2 separate regions of the Mus musculus genome follow, and region 2 is linked to region 1. The links are chromatin contacts, called in public HiChIP or PLAC-seq maps. All regions are on one chromosome and are shown on one strand. The core of a region is the stretch at or near the end of the contact, and the rest is flanking DNA. Distances in the headings are between cores, read along the strand shown. Region 1 overlaps Ncam1 (neural cell adhesion molecule 1). Region 2 has its middle 99 kb from the start of Gm25633.

What was found. HiChIP or PLAC-seq counts read pairs in DNA pulled down with a chosen protein or histone mark.
Region 2: a contact with region 1 is called in an H3K27ac HiChIP or PLAC-seq map of neural progenitor cells, with 3 times the contacts expected there. The contact joins two enhancer-like sites. A contact is called at or near these places in 13 of 484 Hi-C or Micro-C datasets (the HL-1 cell line, brain, cerebral cortex and 6 more) and 5 of 115 datasets of contacts at active chromatin or transcription factors (embryonic fibroblasts, embryonic stem cells and neural progenitor cells).

Annotation. Positions count from the first base shown.
Region 1 is chr9:49,622,390-49,627,069 of GRCm38.p6, forward strand. All of the region lies in intron 1 of Ncam1 (neural cell adhesion molecule 1), which reads right to left. Among named protein-coding and RNA genes, the nearest start is that of Gm11149, 110 kb to the left of the region's middle. Within about 2 kb of position 1,867, at least 42 of the 459 cell types and tissues checked have an H3K27ac peak or open chromatin away from gene starts, as enhancers often do. A contact at or near this core is called in neural progenitor cells and stem cell-derived neural progenitor cells, where this site is marked.
Region 2 is chr9:49,922,240-49,927,147 of GRCm38.p6, forward strand. No RefSeq gene overlaps it. Among named protein-coding and RNA genes, the nearest start is that of Gm25633, 99 kb to the left of the region's middle. Within about 2 kb of position 1,917, at least 73 of the 459 cell types and tissues checked have an H3K27ac peak or open chromatin away from gene starts, as enhancers often do. A contact at or near this core is called in neural progenitor cells and stem cell-derived neural progenitor cells, where this site is marked.

The DNA.
Region 1 (4,680 bases), core at 617-3,116:
TAATATGCCGCCAATACCACTAAGGCAGCAAAATGGGGCTGTGGTTGCTGCTCCGTGGCCGAGTACTTGCCAACGTACATCAGGTCCTATTTTGATTCCTTGTAATGCAAACAGGGATACATCAAAAAGGCACAGACTTAGTCAAAGTACTGTGGGGATGTAGCCTCTTATCATAGAGAATGACTCAGGGTCTACCAGGGTCTATCCAATCTCCAGCAAGGTCACTTGCTCCTATCTACAAAAATCTAAGCTCCAGAAAACGACTTTTAGGAGTCTTGGTTAGAGGAGAGTATGGGCAATCATTTCCTTCAGAATCTCAACCTGCTGGTTGGCTTGAAACCATTAAGTGATGCTCCTATGTGACTAAGTATGGTCCTATCAGAGGCTGTAGGGGGGAGTAGCTGGGATGCTCAGGGTTTTGGCCAATAGTGAGAGGGCAGGAGGTAAGATACTAACCTTCTGACTTCTGTTTTATCCCTCTGAGAAAAATGAGGGCCTCATGCACAAGAGTGGAGTTGCTGAGGCAAAACAGCTTTTCTGAACACATCTTCTTGAACACGGGACAGAAGCACTACCTTCTCAACACTCTTGTGAGGTCTGAGCATACCTGAAAGCGTCCACAGCCATGCTGGACACGTTCAGCCACACAGGTGGTTATGCAGCTATAAATTCAAGACAGAGAGACACATCAAAGCTTTGGATCAGCCTCCACACCCTGACACAACTCCAGCTAATGTTTTCTCTTGGAAGAAGGCCTGCTTCCTCAACTCCAGGCTGGCATTCAAATGGGATCTTGTTTCATATTCTACCCTTCATCCTGTCTCACTGAGAGGAAACATCGAGGGAAAGAGGAATTAGTGGTTTACAACTAGATCCAAGAAATAGTCAGGAATTCAGATGATTGAAAAATTCAAATAATAGCTTTCTCTGACAAAGGGAAAAAGAAAGGCTCAACAAACAAACAGACAAACAAACAAACAAACAAACAAATGAACAACAAACAAAATAACTAGAGCAATGTGGCTAAGAGCTGCTTGTTGTCATGGCAACTTGAGGATCCTAATCCAGTCCTCAGGGAGAACAGAGATTACAATAGTAACGGAGAGCTACACCCCTTATCCTGAGTCGACCTAGTGCCAGCCTCAGTCACTAGCTGGAGCGTCCCCTCTCAGAGTCCTTGAAGGGGAAACACGGTGGGGAATATTCTTATTCCTTTGTTTCCACTTTCTGTGTCGTTCCCACAAAAATCTATTTTGCTGCCTATCATTATTGGGCACTGTTTTATTAGAGAATTATGCATTTTCAAAGCATTTTTATGCATTTTACTTTGTCCATTTCAAATAGTGGGTTTGAAATGATGGTGTTATAATCATTTTGTAGAAGATGGTACCAGAGGGAAGCCACAGATGGATCATTTAAACCTTTTGATTTTGAAGGGGGAGCATAATGTATATCAAGTGACTAATCAAATATAGGAAGTTGTCATTGACAAAGATTTAGTTGCCACGCCAGCATGGTCATCACATGAACTGCTGGCCAGAGTCATTTCAGAGGAAAGTGAGTTGCTCCCATCCTCAATATTTTAGAAATAACAGCACAGCACAATGGCTGGAAATCAGGGGCTAGTCTATAAAAGATGCAGCTCCCCTCTCTAGTTCTGTTCCATATTTTCAGAGGAGCAAGCAACACAACACCCCCCTTCTAGCTCTCGGCTGTTTGGAAACTATGGGAGATAGATAGAAACAAAGAGTGGTAATTGCAACATGCATTTCTGAGTCTCCCATTAGCAGAGTTGTTCCCCTACTGTGCTGAGAGGTGACCTCATTAGGGAAGAGGAACATCAGTGGAAAACTCAAAACCTCTGAACCCTGTGACAGTTGAGCCTGTGCCTGGGGAAGGCGTCCACAGCTGCTGCTGACAATGGGCTTCTGTGCCCCACTCTGCAAAAAAGGCCTTTGCTCCTCCCAGTGAGCGGCTTTGTTTTGTTTTATCTTCCAGCAAGATGGCTGCTGATTGCAATGAGCTCAGAATAGCAGAAAGTAATTAAAATTTCATTTAAAAAAATCTATTGCATAGTTTAACATCTATCTACACAAGAAACACTGCTGGGGTAAATAAGATGGCGTCATCTTCATTTAGCAAGGCAGGGAGAAGAACTCGAGCAGACTGGCACTCGAGGGGATGGGAGCAGCAGATACAAGAAGCTGGATGGCGGATGGAGACGTACAAAGTTGTAAGCCTTTGCCCGAACGTGCAAGTACGCAGCAGAGAAACAAGCATTTTACCACCCCTGAGCATCTGGCAGCAAGCTAATGGCTCAACCAGGGGACTCACTAGCTCATACAGTACTGAATAAGGTACTGAATCTCATGCATTCAAGGTCACTGGTGCCTGAGCTGGCCTTAAGTGTCTAGTGACCAAATGTGATGAGTTGACATTTTATGAGCTTGTGTGTGTGTGTGTGTGTGTGTGTGTTTGTGTCTGTGTGTCTCTGTGTGTGTGTCTATATGTCTGTTTTCATGCATGTATAGGTACATGTGTGTGTAGGTGAGAGTGTACCTCTGTGCATGTGTATGTGCACGTACATGCAGAGGCCAAACGATAGCCCTAAGTGTTGTTTCCTAGGTCCTGTGCATCTTTGTTTTTCCAGACAGTCTCTTACTGGCTTGGAATCTGCCAAGTCCGCTTTCTGTACCACTTATTATGCAGCGGGAAGTTTTTTGGTCTGGCTGTGATGATTCATGACTATAGTCCTGGGTCTTAGAGATGGAAGTTGGGGGGGGGGGGAGGACACCAGGCGTTCAGGGTCATTCTCACTTCTATAAGTCTGAGGTCAGCTAGAGCTACATGAGACCGATATAAAACAAAATAACAAAGCAAGAATCTTCCTGAACTGATTGTGTAGGGTTCAAGCCAGCCTTTGAGTCACAGTTGACCTGTTAAGGTAGTGGCAAAGATCTTGGCTTCTCTTCACCCCACCAAGATTTTACTAGGCTTTTTCTAGATCTTATCTACATGTGCCCAGCCAATATCCCCATCATCTCCCCTGTGCATTCCTGGATTGCTAACAACTGGAAGCAAGTGTCCATTGCAAAATGGATGTCTATTTCTTACAAAGAAGTCCACATTCAGAGGGTGCTCTTTTGAAACACATACATTTTGTCTATAAAAAAGGATCTATTGAAAGCCTAGCACTCTGAAGAATTTAACTTTCATCACAAGAGCTGTGACGTTCAGTCATGAGCTGTGTTCTGCAGGTCCAGACATCACGTTCTATCAATTTTGAAGGCTGTCTAGGTGGCAATAGAAATCCAGTGATGAATATAATAAAACAGGTTCGTTTAGCGATCAAATGATGTTATTATCATTACCACATTACCCATTTGATTCTAAAATTTATGTTCACTTTCAAAACCAACAACCCATTCCGTTCATTGTGTTCCAAAGTGCCTACATATTTTATGTTTAAAGTAACTTGTCATACTCCAACTTCGGAAATAAATACCAAATCAATTTACTTTCTCCCTCTCTCCCCAACACCGAAAGCAAATGTCAAGTGTTATAAAGCTCCCCAAAGATGTCAATAACGTTATTAAAAATTGAGATTTAATATCTCTTTTCATATTCTTTATATAGAGAGGCACGGAAATAGGCAGGGCTATAAAACTAATAACTAATTTTTTTTCATGGCAAATATTTCTATTCACATGGGGCAGGGTGAACCAAGGCTTTTATGGAATCATTAAACCAGATTATGAGTGATTTTGATGAAAACTAACTAAAATGTTATTGGAGATGCCTGGGTCTGGATGAATCCAGGAACTAGTGCCAGGAAGACTCACGGGCCTGTCCGTTTGTATTCAGATATGCTTGCGTCGTAGACTCTAGCATGCAAGGGTGTGTTTCCAAAGGCAAGAGGAAGTGTCCTCTGCTCAGAGCACATTAACTAAATGCTACTGGTACCTCCACTTACACAAGGCACAGGCAGAAACACTTCTTTAAGTGGACCTGGAAAATACTGCCAGGTAACATTTTCCCTGTTGTGTAACATGCACACAGACAATGGCTACATAGAGCACTGAAGAGAGAAGGAAGGGACTGGGGGTGGCACAGTCCATAAAGGGCTGCTGTGCAAATGTGGGGGGCCTGTTTGATCCCCAGAATTCACATAAAAAGCTGGGTGTGGCAGTATGTTTGTGAAATCCCAGCCCTTGGAAGGGAAGTAGAGGCAGGCCTGAGCAACATGCTGAGCTGCAAGCCAGGGAGCTAAGCCCTTTTAGAAAAGGTGGATGGTGTATCGGAAACTATTACTACATTCCCCCACCCACATGTGTACACACACTCACCTGCACATGTGCACACGCACACACACACACACACACACACACACACACTCACACTCACACTGCAGAGGAGGAATACAATAAAGTACAATTTTAATGTTCATATTTCTCATTATCACCAGTGTGGACATTATCTTTATTAATATGATTAAGGATGTCTGCAAGTTTCAGAGACAAACATTGGGTTGAAGATTCTGATTTTTCTTGCAATGGTTACAACAATAAAGAACTATTTGCAATTTAATATTTAGGTGTCATAATGTTACTGCCATCTATGAATCCTAATTTATTTCACCCCTTTAGCCTTTGTAGTCTTTATATTAAGGCAATATCATTG
Region 2 (4,908 bases), core at 667-3,166, 300 kb after region 1:
TTAGAGGTCAACCTTCCCTGCCTGCCCCACCCCCACAGCTTCCAATTCGGGGGAGGCTGGGAGAGGGACATGGAGGAGGATGTTCAAGGGTTGTGAGAGGCTGGAATGGTAGGGATGGAATGTCTGCAGCTGAGAACTATAAATCTGTAAGCTTTCAAGAGGACAAAGCTTTGTGCAGAAGGGCCAGTGGGGTGCTGGAGGAGGCTCAGGGCATTCCCTCCTAGAGGGAAGGAGCTGGGGGCAGGGAAAGAGAGAGCTTTGCACACAGCAGAGACTGTCTGAGTGGAGAGGAGTAATCGCAGGTTCTATGAGATCCTGGGATTTGGATTTCTCCACTCCTTTTCAAATCCGATTTCCCTACCCACTTTCTCACCAACAGAGCACCCACATGGGTCAAGGTCAATGGACACTGTGAGGAAGGAGGTGGCATTGCTGTACAAAGTGAGGGGAAGACAGGACAAGAGGCAAGGCCTCTCCATGATAGCTAACTAAGTCTCAGGGAGAAATCACACATGGAAATTCCAGACCCACAGGAACCAGGCAGGTCAGTCTCCTATGGGTTTCATGGGCTAAGGTTCCGGCTTGGGTTAAGTCCCTGCTGTGCCCGAAGAGACCAGAGGGATGTCTTGTCTCTGGGCCTTCTGCAGCCTGCCAGTCCTCGCTCTGGGTGATTTGATTTGTGCTGTGAAGAGTACAAATGCCCCCTGGGATCAGAGTGGTTGATTCTGGACTCCTTCCACTGGGTCATTTTACTGACTGGCTATTCATCTGGGTTCAGTGAGAGAAGGGAGGACAGAGGAAGAAGGCTTGACTGCCATTAACTCCTTCATTGCTGGCCAGTCCTCTGCCTGCTCATTAGAAGAGCTCACTTCCAGTCCTTTGGAGGTGCATCCCACCCACCCTGCCTTGACTCTGGCACCTGTGGAGGAGGTAGGTCCCAGTTGCTTTGCCATGGTCTACTAGCGTGGTCTCAAGCGTCCAAGCAATGGCCTTCATCAGCTTCTCCGCTGCCTTGCATTCGTCTGACACTGAATAGGCAGGTTATAAAAAAGACAAATGGTCTGTGGAGAAAAATCTCTCTATGCCAGGAGAAGAAGTAGACAGAAACAAATAGAAGGAGCTTCCTTCTAGCACTGTGGCACTTCCTTTCCATTCCAGGGACCAAATAGCCTGCTTTAAACCAGAGCATCTTCCCAAGATGCAGGTGGATCAAAGGAAACTGTAGGGGGAGCTTCCAGCCAAGCCAGGGGACATATGCTATTATACTTGGGGATGGGGTCAGGTATGGGCAATGCCTCTAATGCTGCCCAAGGACATTGACTCTCAGGCATGGGAAAAAGATGATAGGAAGTGTCCCTGTGCCTCTAACTTGGCCTCAAGGACCCTGTAGCCCTCTACCATGTGAGGCCTCCAGGAGCCAAGCCACCTGCTTTCATAGATGACAGCTCACAGAGAAATAACTTGTTCCTATGGGAAGTGGTGATCAATGGCTCAAATTAAATCCCAGAAAAGCTTTTCTTCTTGTCTGACACTTTATAGTTTCTCAGCTTATCTCTTCCCGGGATGGCTGTATAGGCCAGATGATAACGACCTGAACAGCCTAGAAAAACATGAGTTCACTGAGGATTTAAGGTGTGAATTAGCTCTTAGATGGGCTGAGAGTGGGGAATTCTACTTCATAACACCCAACCTTCCAGCAAAATCCTGTGTGGGCAACTCTTCAGTGTCTCCACCCAGCCCCTGGCCCTGTTTAATGCTTAAGCATCCTGGGTTAATAAGTGCTTTTCAGTCACCAAGCCTCATTGAAATGCCTTCAGCCTCTGAGTCACTCCATCTCTCCCATCTGCATTCCCCTTAACTGAATTATCTCTGCATGAGTAACAGAGGTCTGTCTGGGCCCTGGACTGTCTGCTCCCCAGATTTGATAGCAACAGATTCTTGAATAGTCCCACCCACCCCGGTCATGCCTCTCCCTCCACAACACAGTCCCAGAGTCCTCCAGAAGAGGTCCAGCGGTCTTTAATGATCCACCTACAGCCTGGCTGGGCTGAGAGCCAGGATCAGAGAGGCCAGCTCTGTTCTTGGCAGGAAATGAGGGGCCGCTATAGAAATGCCACCCAGGCTGGAAACAAGATCTATGGAATAGCGGCTCTGAGTGGGTGAAGTGCTGGAGAGCAAAGGGTAAACCATGGTGCCCTGGTCTGTGGCCCTTGCCCACAGAATCTGCAGAGATCTGCATTTCAAGGCACCAGACTGGGTAGATTCAGGCCAGGGAAACTTGTTCTTTGCCTGTCAATTTAAAACTTCGGTCACCTCTGGATCACCTTGAAAGGGCCCAGTGTTTAAAGACTGTCTCCCAGAATTTAATTCAAAAGTTGGAATCAGCAAGTTAAAGGTAGGATCTGAGAATCAGTCTTTAGAACAGGCCTTCCCAGTAAGGAGAGGACTTTAGGACATATGTCTAGTGATTCAGACAAGAAAGCTAATAGAGTCACTGTAACTCTTTCACATAGGCAAGTAGGATCGCTCTATATTTCCTAACCTTGAAAGTTAGATAACTCCATGGAGCTGCCTCTCCTCTATAAACCCATTCAAGTCATTAGAGACATTTTCTAACAGGCAGGCTATTAGATCCCAATACAGCTATGTGTAGCTATGTGTGAACCTTGAGTTCATATAACACACATTCTGTGTCAGGTTTTCTACTATCTCCTTTAACCTGAACAACAGTTTTTGAGGTGTGTTATATTATTAATCCAGCCAGCACAGGATGAAACCGAGGCCTAATGAGGTAAAAATAACTCCTGCTAAGGTCATAAAGATAAAGGATTAACCCAGGATTCAGGCTCAGCATAGCAACTGTTGGAAGTGGATTCCAAAGAAGAGGTGGAATTCTTGCCCCTTTTAATGAAACTGCAGGGTGAGTTTCCAGCCAAGCAAGGGAACATGAGCTATTATAGCCGGGGTCCTGGGGGTGGAAGTGGGGTGGTGGCGGGGGACAACCCACCCAATGTTACCCTTGGACACTGACTCTCAGGTGTGGGGAAAGGATGCAAGTATGTCTTTGACTTGGCCCTTTTTATTTCCGCACCCCATTCCTGGTACCAACTTCAGATTAGTTGCTTTTCTGTTTTTGTGATAAAACAGTAGGAAGTGTCCCTGGGTCTCAGACTTGGCCCTAGTACCTCAGGCCTGTGAATTAAACATGCAAAAGGGACATTAACAGGAGGAAATAACAACACGGGCTATTTATACATATGATTTACATGTACCATGGGAGATCTCAGATAAGTTACTCAAAGGGCTAGTTAGATTGGAGGATCATCTTAGCAAAGACAGAAAAAATATGGCAAGAGACAAGAAAACAGAATGGGGTGGGCTGGCTTACAGGAAAGGACTTGAAGCCAGGTGACTTTTGAGGAGCCTAATGATAGTGCTTTGAACGTTTGACTTACGAAGACTGGACACAGTGTCATCAGCACAAGCTTTCTCATCCCTGGAGTAGCTTTCGTGTGTATCTACAAATGTTATTCTCCTGGTAAACACACACACACACACACACACACACACACACACACACACTCTGTTTCTAGCAGATGATGTGAGAGCAGCAAACTCTTTCTGCATTCCTTGTATCTAAGTTGACTTCAGTGGCATATTTTGTGGTAGTGAATTCTGGGCCTCTCTTCCCTAGCTAGTCTATCTTAGAGCCCAGCTGCTTCAGGTGGCCGCCAAGGCTTCAGCTGTTATCAGTCAGTCATGATGGTCAGCTTCTGACAGATCTGCAGTGGAGGGATGGACTTAAGCAGGTGTTACCAGCCTGGATACAAAAGGGCAGAAAGCTATGTGAGATTCTGAGTGGAACACTGTCTTGAGAGTCAGGGTGGGCTTCAAGTTTCTGGGTAAATTTGAACTCAAGCAAGTCATTTTCCTCCGAGGCCTTGGTTCTAGCCTTGTCTTAAGAGGGTATTAAGTGGGGAGACATCTAGATGTTTTTTCTCATCTCTGACATTTGTAAATGATATGTATGTCCCTTCTCTGAGTAAGACAGGGACATAAGCACATGGCGGGGAATCTCCCATGGATGGATGGATGGATGGATGGATGGATGGATGGATGGATGGATGGATGGATTATGTGGCTATCAAGGTAGTTTCAGATGTAGAAAATCCCCCCAGCCTAAGACTGATATTTAGATATTCACATTTGAAAGCATAAGTTTGGGTCTGTCTTAGGCCAGGATCTAATCCCTTGGCATGCATGAAAGGGCATTGATTCTGTGACTAATTCTGCAGTGAGGATGGTCTGTACACCACTTCAAGGCAGTACTTGGCTTGTGCTAAAGCAATAACTTTGGGCTTACCTAGTGTTAGGGTAGTGTAGAAAGAACCCTGGAAGTATAGAGACCTAGGAATAGACACCAGTTCTAGTTCACCCAGGATCTCCTTGTCTACTTTGAAGCCATCACTATGCATAGGCTGGACTGGGCGAGATGGACCAAGTATTTTTTTTTTTATGGTGTTACTAAAACTGTTGGGCCAGTTCAGACCTATAAAGAATTCTATGGAAAGGATCCACCAGAAGACATTCTCCATTCAGAATTCACCCCCACCGGCCCATGCCACCCTTTCATGTACACTGAGGCACACTGTCTGAGTACTAACATGGTCTTCTTCAACGACAGTTTCCTCTGCCAACTGCCAGCCCCTAAAAATGTCAGGAAGTCCATTCATCTGTCCTTCCTGAACATCTGTACTCACCTGGTGTTCGGTGTTCTGGTGAGCAAAGGCTGTCAGGAACGGCTTTATGTTCTCTCTCTCTCTCTCTTATTCTGTGTGTCTATCTGTGTGTCTCTCTGCCTCTGTCTTTCTGTGTGTCTGTCTGTGGGTCTGTCTCTGTCTCTCGCTG